2 separate regions of the Anser cygnoides genome follow, and region 1 is linked to region 2. The links are chromatin contacts, called in public Hi-C maps. All regions are on one chromosome and are shown on one strand. Each heading gives the region's core, a stretch centred on a gene start, on an enhancer-like site or on the middle of the called end of the contact. The rest is flanking DNA. Distances are from core to core; before and after follow the strand shown.

Evidence for each region. Hi-C and Micro-C count contacts between places; a contact is called where the count stands out from the background.
Region 1: a contact with region 2 is called in a Hi-C map of liver, with 18 times the contacts expected there. The contact joins two enhancer-like sites. A contact is called at or near these places in 2 of 7 Hi-C or Micro-C datasets (both in liver).

The regions. Positions count from the first base shown.
Region 1 is chr9:16,358,868-16,362,057 of Taihu_goose_T2T_genome, forward strand. It overlaps BCL6 (BCL6 transcription repressor), which reads left to right. Exons shown (of 10, transcript XM_067002297.1): 10 at 1-186. It also overlaps the pseudogene LOC136791464. Among named protein-coding and RNA genes, the nearest start is that of SST, 4.1 kb to the right of the region's middle. Within about 2 kb of position 1,829, at least 3 of the 3 cell types and tissues checked have open chromatin away from gene starts, as enhancers often do. A contact at or near this core is called in liver, where this site is marked.
Region 2 is chr9:16,014,795-16,018,207 of Taihu_goose_T2T_genome, forward strand. The region is part of intron 7 of LPP (LIM domain containing preferred translocation partner in lipoma); the gene reads right to left. Among named protein-coding and RNA genes, the nearest start is that of LPP, 180 kb to the right of the region's middle. Within about 2 kb of position 1,612, at least 2 of the 3 cell types and tissues checked have open chromatin away from gene starts, as enhancers often do. A contact at or near this core is called in liver, where this site is marked.

The DNA of each region.
Region 1 (3,190 bases), core at 579-3,078, 340 kb after region 2:
ACTCTCTATCGGGGAATGTTTTTTTTTGTTTGTTTGTTTGTTTTGTTTTTTTTTTTTCAGTCTTATTTTACATGCTTGTGTTATAAACAATCTCGGGAGACAGGGTTTGGGCTGTGTCTAAACTGCATTAATGCGTTCTGTAAAATATAGCTGTACAAATAAAAGAATAAAATGAAGAAAAGTGAAGCACGGTGCGGTGAGAGGTCTCTTCTTACCCCTCCTCCTCGTGGAGCACCCTGAGCCCCAGATGCTGTCCCCGAAGGGGCTGAGCAGCTCCCTGGGACGGGTCCCGCGGAGGTGGCTTCTGGCATGGCCTTGGAGCAAGGTCCCCGGGTCCTGGTGGGCACCGTCCCCCTGTGCCACCTCCGGGGGATTCTGTGCGTTTGCAGCCATAAGCTGGCAGAGGGAAGGCAGAGCCCGCTCCCAGGTGGCTGAGGCATTTGTTTGGATTTCCTGGAAACCTGTGCGATTGCCAGGGTGGCTCGGGGAAGGGGGCCGCTGGTTCAGCTCCTTGCACAACATTTCGGTGGAGCCGGGTCGCTGACCTCCTCCAGGAAGAGGCTGGCCCGCAGCACCGGGCTTCCAGCCCCGCGGCCTGGTGCCAGGGTCGGGGAGCCCTCCCCGCTGCTCCTGCCTTTGGTCCGTGTTCTGGGGGGGTGTGAAGCCATGGCGGGACCTGGGCTTCGGGAAGCTGGGATTCTCCAGAGCAAGAGCTCGCTGCGAGCACACGGCAGCAACGTGGGCACAGCTGGCTGCAGAAAACCGGCCTCAGAGCTGCATGAGCAGCACCGTCTGTGCCGGAGCAGGGCCCCTGCTCCTTGTGGCCTGGGTGGGCTCGGGGTCTGAGCTGGGTGCAGCTCATCTTTGGGTTTCCTTCACTTAATTCCTGGCCAGTTTTGGGGGGCAGGGCTGGGGGGGAGTGATTCACAGAGGAGGATTTTGAAACGCCAACGGGAAGGGGAGGTCCTGGCTGTGAGCGGTGAGGAGGAGCTGCAGGGAGCAGGGAGGATGTGCCACGGGACACAGGGCGCTGAGACAAGCAGGGCCCGGGAGGGAAATGGCAAGATGGGGGCAAGCCAGCGTGCAGGGCACTCCTCATTTCCCAGTGCCCAGGGTCTGCCGGCAGGTGAAGATATAACTCCAGGAGAGAAGGGCTGAGCAGCCTCTGCCTCCTCCTGAGGCCAGCCTCGGCCAGCGGCAGGACCTCAAACCCACAACCTCTCCCCGAGTGCTAGCCCCATTTGACAAGTATTAGGTTTCTCCCCTCTCCGTTGGGATCTGACTGCCTTTGAGGCCACTACCTTTCAGGCCGCCGCAGCTGGCACTTTTGGAAGCTGCTTTGCCCGGACGAGCAGGCTGCGTGTCCGCGCCCTCCATTCCCCATTGAGCCGCACAGCTGCGTTTGCAAAATAAATACTGTATTTTCCTGGAGCATGGCTGAGTTTCCTTCCTGGGACAGATTTTGTGTGTTTGTTTTCTTTTTTATAGCGATGATGTCACGGCTTTTCCAGGCAGCTATGCCGAAGCGATTGCAATCTCTCTCCCTCTCTGTCCGGGGGGCAGAGGTCCGCAGGCAGCTGGCACGGCCAGCCCGTGCCGGTGAGCTTTGCTCCGCATGTGCCGTGTTTGTAGAGGCAAGGGAGCAGTCACACAGCTCTGCACGGCACGTTTTAGGGCTGCCGAGCCTGCAAAGGGTGACCTGGTACTGCCTGCCCGTGTCGGTGCCACTGGGTCAGTTGAAAACCCAGCTCCAGATAGGGGGGTTGGTTCCTCCCAGCCTCAGAAGGGCAGGCAGCAGCGAACTGACAAGCTGGCCGCTTTCCAGGAAGGTTCCCGGAATATGTTGGAGCAGCTCCTTTGATATCCATCTCCCCCTCCTCCCACACGGAGGCAAGCCCAAAACACTGGGATGTGGTCGTGTTTCCCTTCAGATTTCTTCAGCACCGAAAAACATTTCCCACGCCGCCGACACCTGCCTCATTTCACTTCCCAGCACAGGCTGTGGGGCAACCCTGTAGAGAAATGGGGATTGGAGTTTCCTCGGGCTGAGCACTTTCGGGGTCGCCAGCAGCGATGCGGCAAGGTGCTGGGGCTCAGCTGGTGCTGCACTCACCCATTTATCCCCTAGTCCTCGGGTTGGTGCTGAAAAACTCGTGCTGACACTGAAGCACGGAAGGTTTAAATGCAGGCAGCGCAGCTGGCACTTCCCAAAATGTGGAAATGTGGAAATGTGCACAGCCGGGCCCTTTGCACCATCGCTGCTGGCAGCACCGCCGCCTGCGCCCAGCACCGGGGGGGGCCCCGCTGCCTTCTGCCGGGTGCCCACGAGAGGGCGGGCGAGGATGGAGTTTGGGAAGGATCCCGGCAGTAACCGAGCCGCAGGAATAAATGAATAAAAAGACAGAGATGAGAATTAGAAATAAATTTTAAAATAAAAACTAATAAAAATAATACACAAAATAAATCAATAAAACCTCTATTTTATTAACCAGAGCCTCTATTATTTCATATTTGCGTGTGCTCACCCATCATCTGTATCCATCATCTCTTGCCTTGATCACTGAGAAATAAAAAACTATCCAGGCAACTGGGAGACCCCAGTTCTCATGGGTTTGCACCCAAATCCTACTGCAGAAACTGCTTTTTATCCAGAGACCTCTCAGCGCAAGCATCCCCCCAGCCCTCTCAGCCTACCTTCGTGGGGAGTGTGGCCCTTCCTGGGCTAAAAGCCACGAGCTCTGCGTGACGCCCGCAGCAAGGGAATTGCAGTCAGTGCACAGGGACGTGACCCAGCACACTGAGGCCTGGAGACCATCACCAGAAATGGTGTGCACAGACAAGCAATAAAACATGATCTCAGTTCATACTCGTGCCCAGGCACAGAGGCATTTTATCTCAACTACTTCTTAAAGACTCATTTTTTTTTTTTTTTTTTCCCACATGAGGGAGTAAGAGAATTTCTTGACCTTGCATGTTGCCCATCCCTGTGAGAAGCAGAAGGCAGCCTGCCACTTTGTACACAGCTGGGTCTGTCCCCAGCATCCTGCAAAGGGCTGTTGCGAGTCCATATGGCATCCCGACACCACTGCCCCCTGCACAGCCCGTCCCAGGGACACACAGCACCAGCCGGCATCAGTTTCTCCCCTTTATTTAGCTCTTGTTTCTCGTTATCTCCCAGGCACAGATGACT
Region 2 (3,413 bases), core at 362-2,861:
CAGTCTCCTGAGACTGTCCGTATGTCCTCTGGAGATATCACTGAGTACACTACTCAGCAAATGATTGAACTCACCAAATGCCTGTTTTGCCTTTAAAAAAAAAGAAAAGAAAAAAGAAACAAAGCAACCCTTTTTCATCCTTTGCTTTTGTATCTTACTTCATCTCCTTTTCTTCATTAATATGAGCTCAATTCTGAAATTACTTTATTTACAGGAAGACTTTAAAGTGTTCTGAAATACAATTTGTAGGAAAGATGCCAAATATGAATTGTATTCTCTAGACCTGCATGCATTTGTGATTTTACATGAGCACGCACACATATGTTCAATATAGAAACAGCAGGTGTTCCCTAAAGTTTTATTGCTGTTACTTAGAAATGACCACATTATTCAACAGTGTCAAAGCCAAGTCTCGTCAAACGCAAGTCTTGCCAAAAAGCTAAAAATGGCTGTTGTGTTATACAGCCCTGCTTTGGGGTACTGATTCTTCCAGATACCTCCAAGACCTGACAGTGATCTACACTTAGCCTGAAGAAGCACTAAACGATTGCATCCTCCATGCGATAGCTCTGCAGCTTTTCATACTAAGCAGAGTGCTGTCTCGAGCACAGTAGCAGCTCTCTGTCACCAGGGCCTCATAAAACACTGTGACCTTCACGGCCACCTTGTTCCACAGCCAGGTCCCCCTTTCTTGCACTTTGGACATTAGCCTCTGATGTGGACTCGAGTCAAAATGTTTCCAGAAAAAAGATTAAAGAGAGTTCAACATAACATTTGTACTATATCCTCTGCTCAAAGAAACCCAGCTGAAAAACAGTGGCTTATCCACCACTTCTTAAGACCGCAGTGTTAATTATATAGCTATGTCATGGAATACGCAGTTGGTCTTTCTGCAAACCAGCCCAGTAATCAACCCCAACACCTTCTCTTCCCCTCTTGATAATTGTGATTTGGAAGTGCATGCGTATCCTGCCTTTCTGACAGGTGGACATAGAGCTGTTCCTCCCATCTTTCCCGAATCCTTCTTGGATCACAACCTAATGGCTTTGGAAACGGGAATCAAAATTGCTTGAGCCCCTAGGAAGACTGGAGTGCTTGCTGGTCTGCAAGATGGCAGTTCTTCAGGGCTCCCTCCTTGGGACAGCAGCAGCCTCTCATCGACTTCTTATAAATCATTCCAAAGGGGACAAGATACCCGGTCTGACATCAACCCAAAGATAAACACCGGTGCTATTTATGACAAGATAGCAGGGTCGCTGACCTGGGCTATGCTAACAACCAGATAAGATGACTGCAACAATCCGACCTGTCTTTACATGTATAATGCCATAAAAACTGCACAAACTGCCCTTGTTCTTGCTGTACTTATCCAAAAGAAACTACTACTTTCTGTGCAAAGAATTCATGCTAAGACAAACTATTTTGCTCGGGCAGTCTCAGATTGCAAACACTGGCAAAAATATTTCTAACACCTGCATCAAAATCTCATTTTTTTCTGGCCAGGTCTGCTTCTGTGTTTTTTTTTTGTCTGTTTGTTTCTTGGTGTTTTGTTGTTTTGTTTTTAAATCTGCAGGAGAAGACAGTAATACTCATTGGAGCAACACGTTATTGATTTCCCATAGAAATGGCAGCTAGAGTACTCACTGTCAGCTGTGAAGCAGCATGTTAGGCTTATCTTGCTGTAATATTTTTTCCATTTCATCCTTTTACATACTCATAGATGTCTCCTATTCACTATTGAAACACCATATGGTGATAATATATGCTAACACAGGCACAGTGACACAGTCCACAAGCCTGTTATTGAGCAAAAGTTGACAACATAAGGCTAAGAAAATGGTAAGTGCTTCCAAGCCACAATATGTACGTCATCTAATTGCATTTTACTGTGATGCAAAGAAGTCTGACTCAAGGAAGGAACCTCCTTACAATGAAACTCTAACAGCCTGGAGTAATTTACAGTTATTTGAAGAGCTATCTGAAGAATCTATCAATTCATAGCTTTCAGATATGGGCTGGGTTTCAGTTGTGTTTTTTGTGTATTTTTTTTTCTTAGACTAGGCAGCTTTAATGTACAGAGACGGTGCATCTCAGCACCACAGTCATCTCTCAAAGGGTTCCAGACAGGAAGGCAAAAGGCGATCAATAAGAGAAAATATAGACACAGCCCCTTAAACTATCCGCAGATACATCTGTCTCTTCCTCTAATGGTTAACGGTTTTGAACTAGGAACATCTTGCAACAATCCTGAGATATGTTCAGGCCATAAATGTATCATGTTTATTTATGCACTGGTAGCAGGGTCTAATGTAGAAAATGCATTGCCAGCTCTTACTTTTTTTGTAGGGCACTGGTTGCTTCCAGGCAGCCCTCTTTTTCCCCTACCTGAAAGGAGGCTGGGAGCAGCTCTGCTCTGCCTTTGGGCTGGCCAGCAGGGGCTCCAGGGAGAGGTCCTCTCTTGCCAGTAGGACAGACCGTTGTATGGACAGGACAGACCAGCAAATGACAGAACTACCCCAGAACGTCACAGATCTATGTCCAAAGCCCTCCTTTACAATGAGCTGCATTTCTGTGCATCAGCTCTGCTTCAGCTTTTCATTTGTAGAACAGAAGAAGAATCAAATCTCTCCTTCCTTAAGGCATTACAAAGATAAATGTGCGAAATCTGCAACAGCTTACGCAAACTGGCACCAGGAAGCAACCAAGATAAACTTGTAAAGGCCATACTATAAATGCTAGGGCTCCCTAGAATATTTAAGCCTTCACCTTTCAAATGTATTTAGAAACTGCAACCACAGAAATTAGTTGCCCTCCTCTTTTCAAGAGCACAACTCAACAGGAACTCACATCAGCAGCATCAGTGCCAGCCCTTTGGTGGTCTCTGGATAGAGTTAAGCTGAAAGGCAACTATCGAGGCAACGCTCTCCTTGCTGCAGGCGTAACACACAAAGCACAAAATCATCACTCCCATTGTGGTGGGAATGGCCTGGGGCAGACATCCAGTGCAGGCACAGTGGGAGCAAAGTCCCAAGTGATGCATTGCCATGCAGGTGTTTCTCTAAGTTGCTGTGCTGTTCCCTTGGCTCTGAGCTATTTCCTTTCCCTGACTGGGAGGGAAACGCAGCTGGTTCCTAGGGTGTGCAGAGGAGAAACAGCCAACACAAAAGGAACAGCAACCATCAAGAGCAGAGCAAAGGAAGCCTCATTTCCTATGGACTTGTGCCTTGCATCTTGAGCAGACTGACCCTTCCTGTTCTCCTTCCTTACCTCTCCTGACCGCCCCTCCTGCTTCCCTTCTCCTAGAATTAGCCTTGGCACTTATCTGTGTGTATCAGCCAAACAATCCGCCTTTCAGGTCAGGGATCCTGGTTACAGTACAGATTGGAAGAGCAAAAGTTCAGGTTGACACGCAG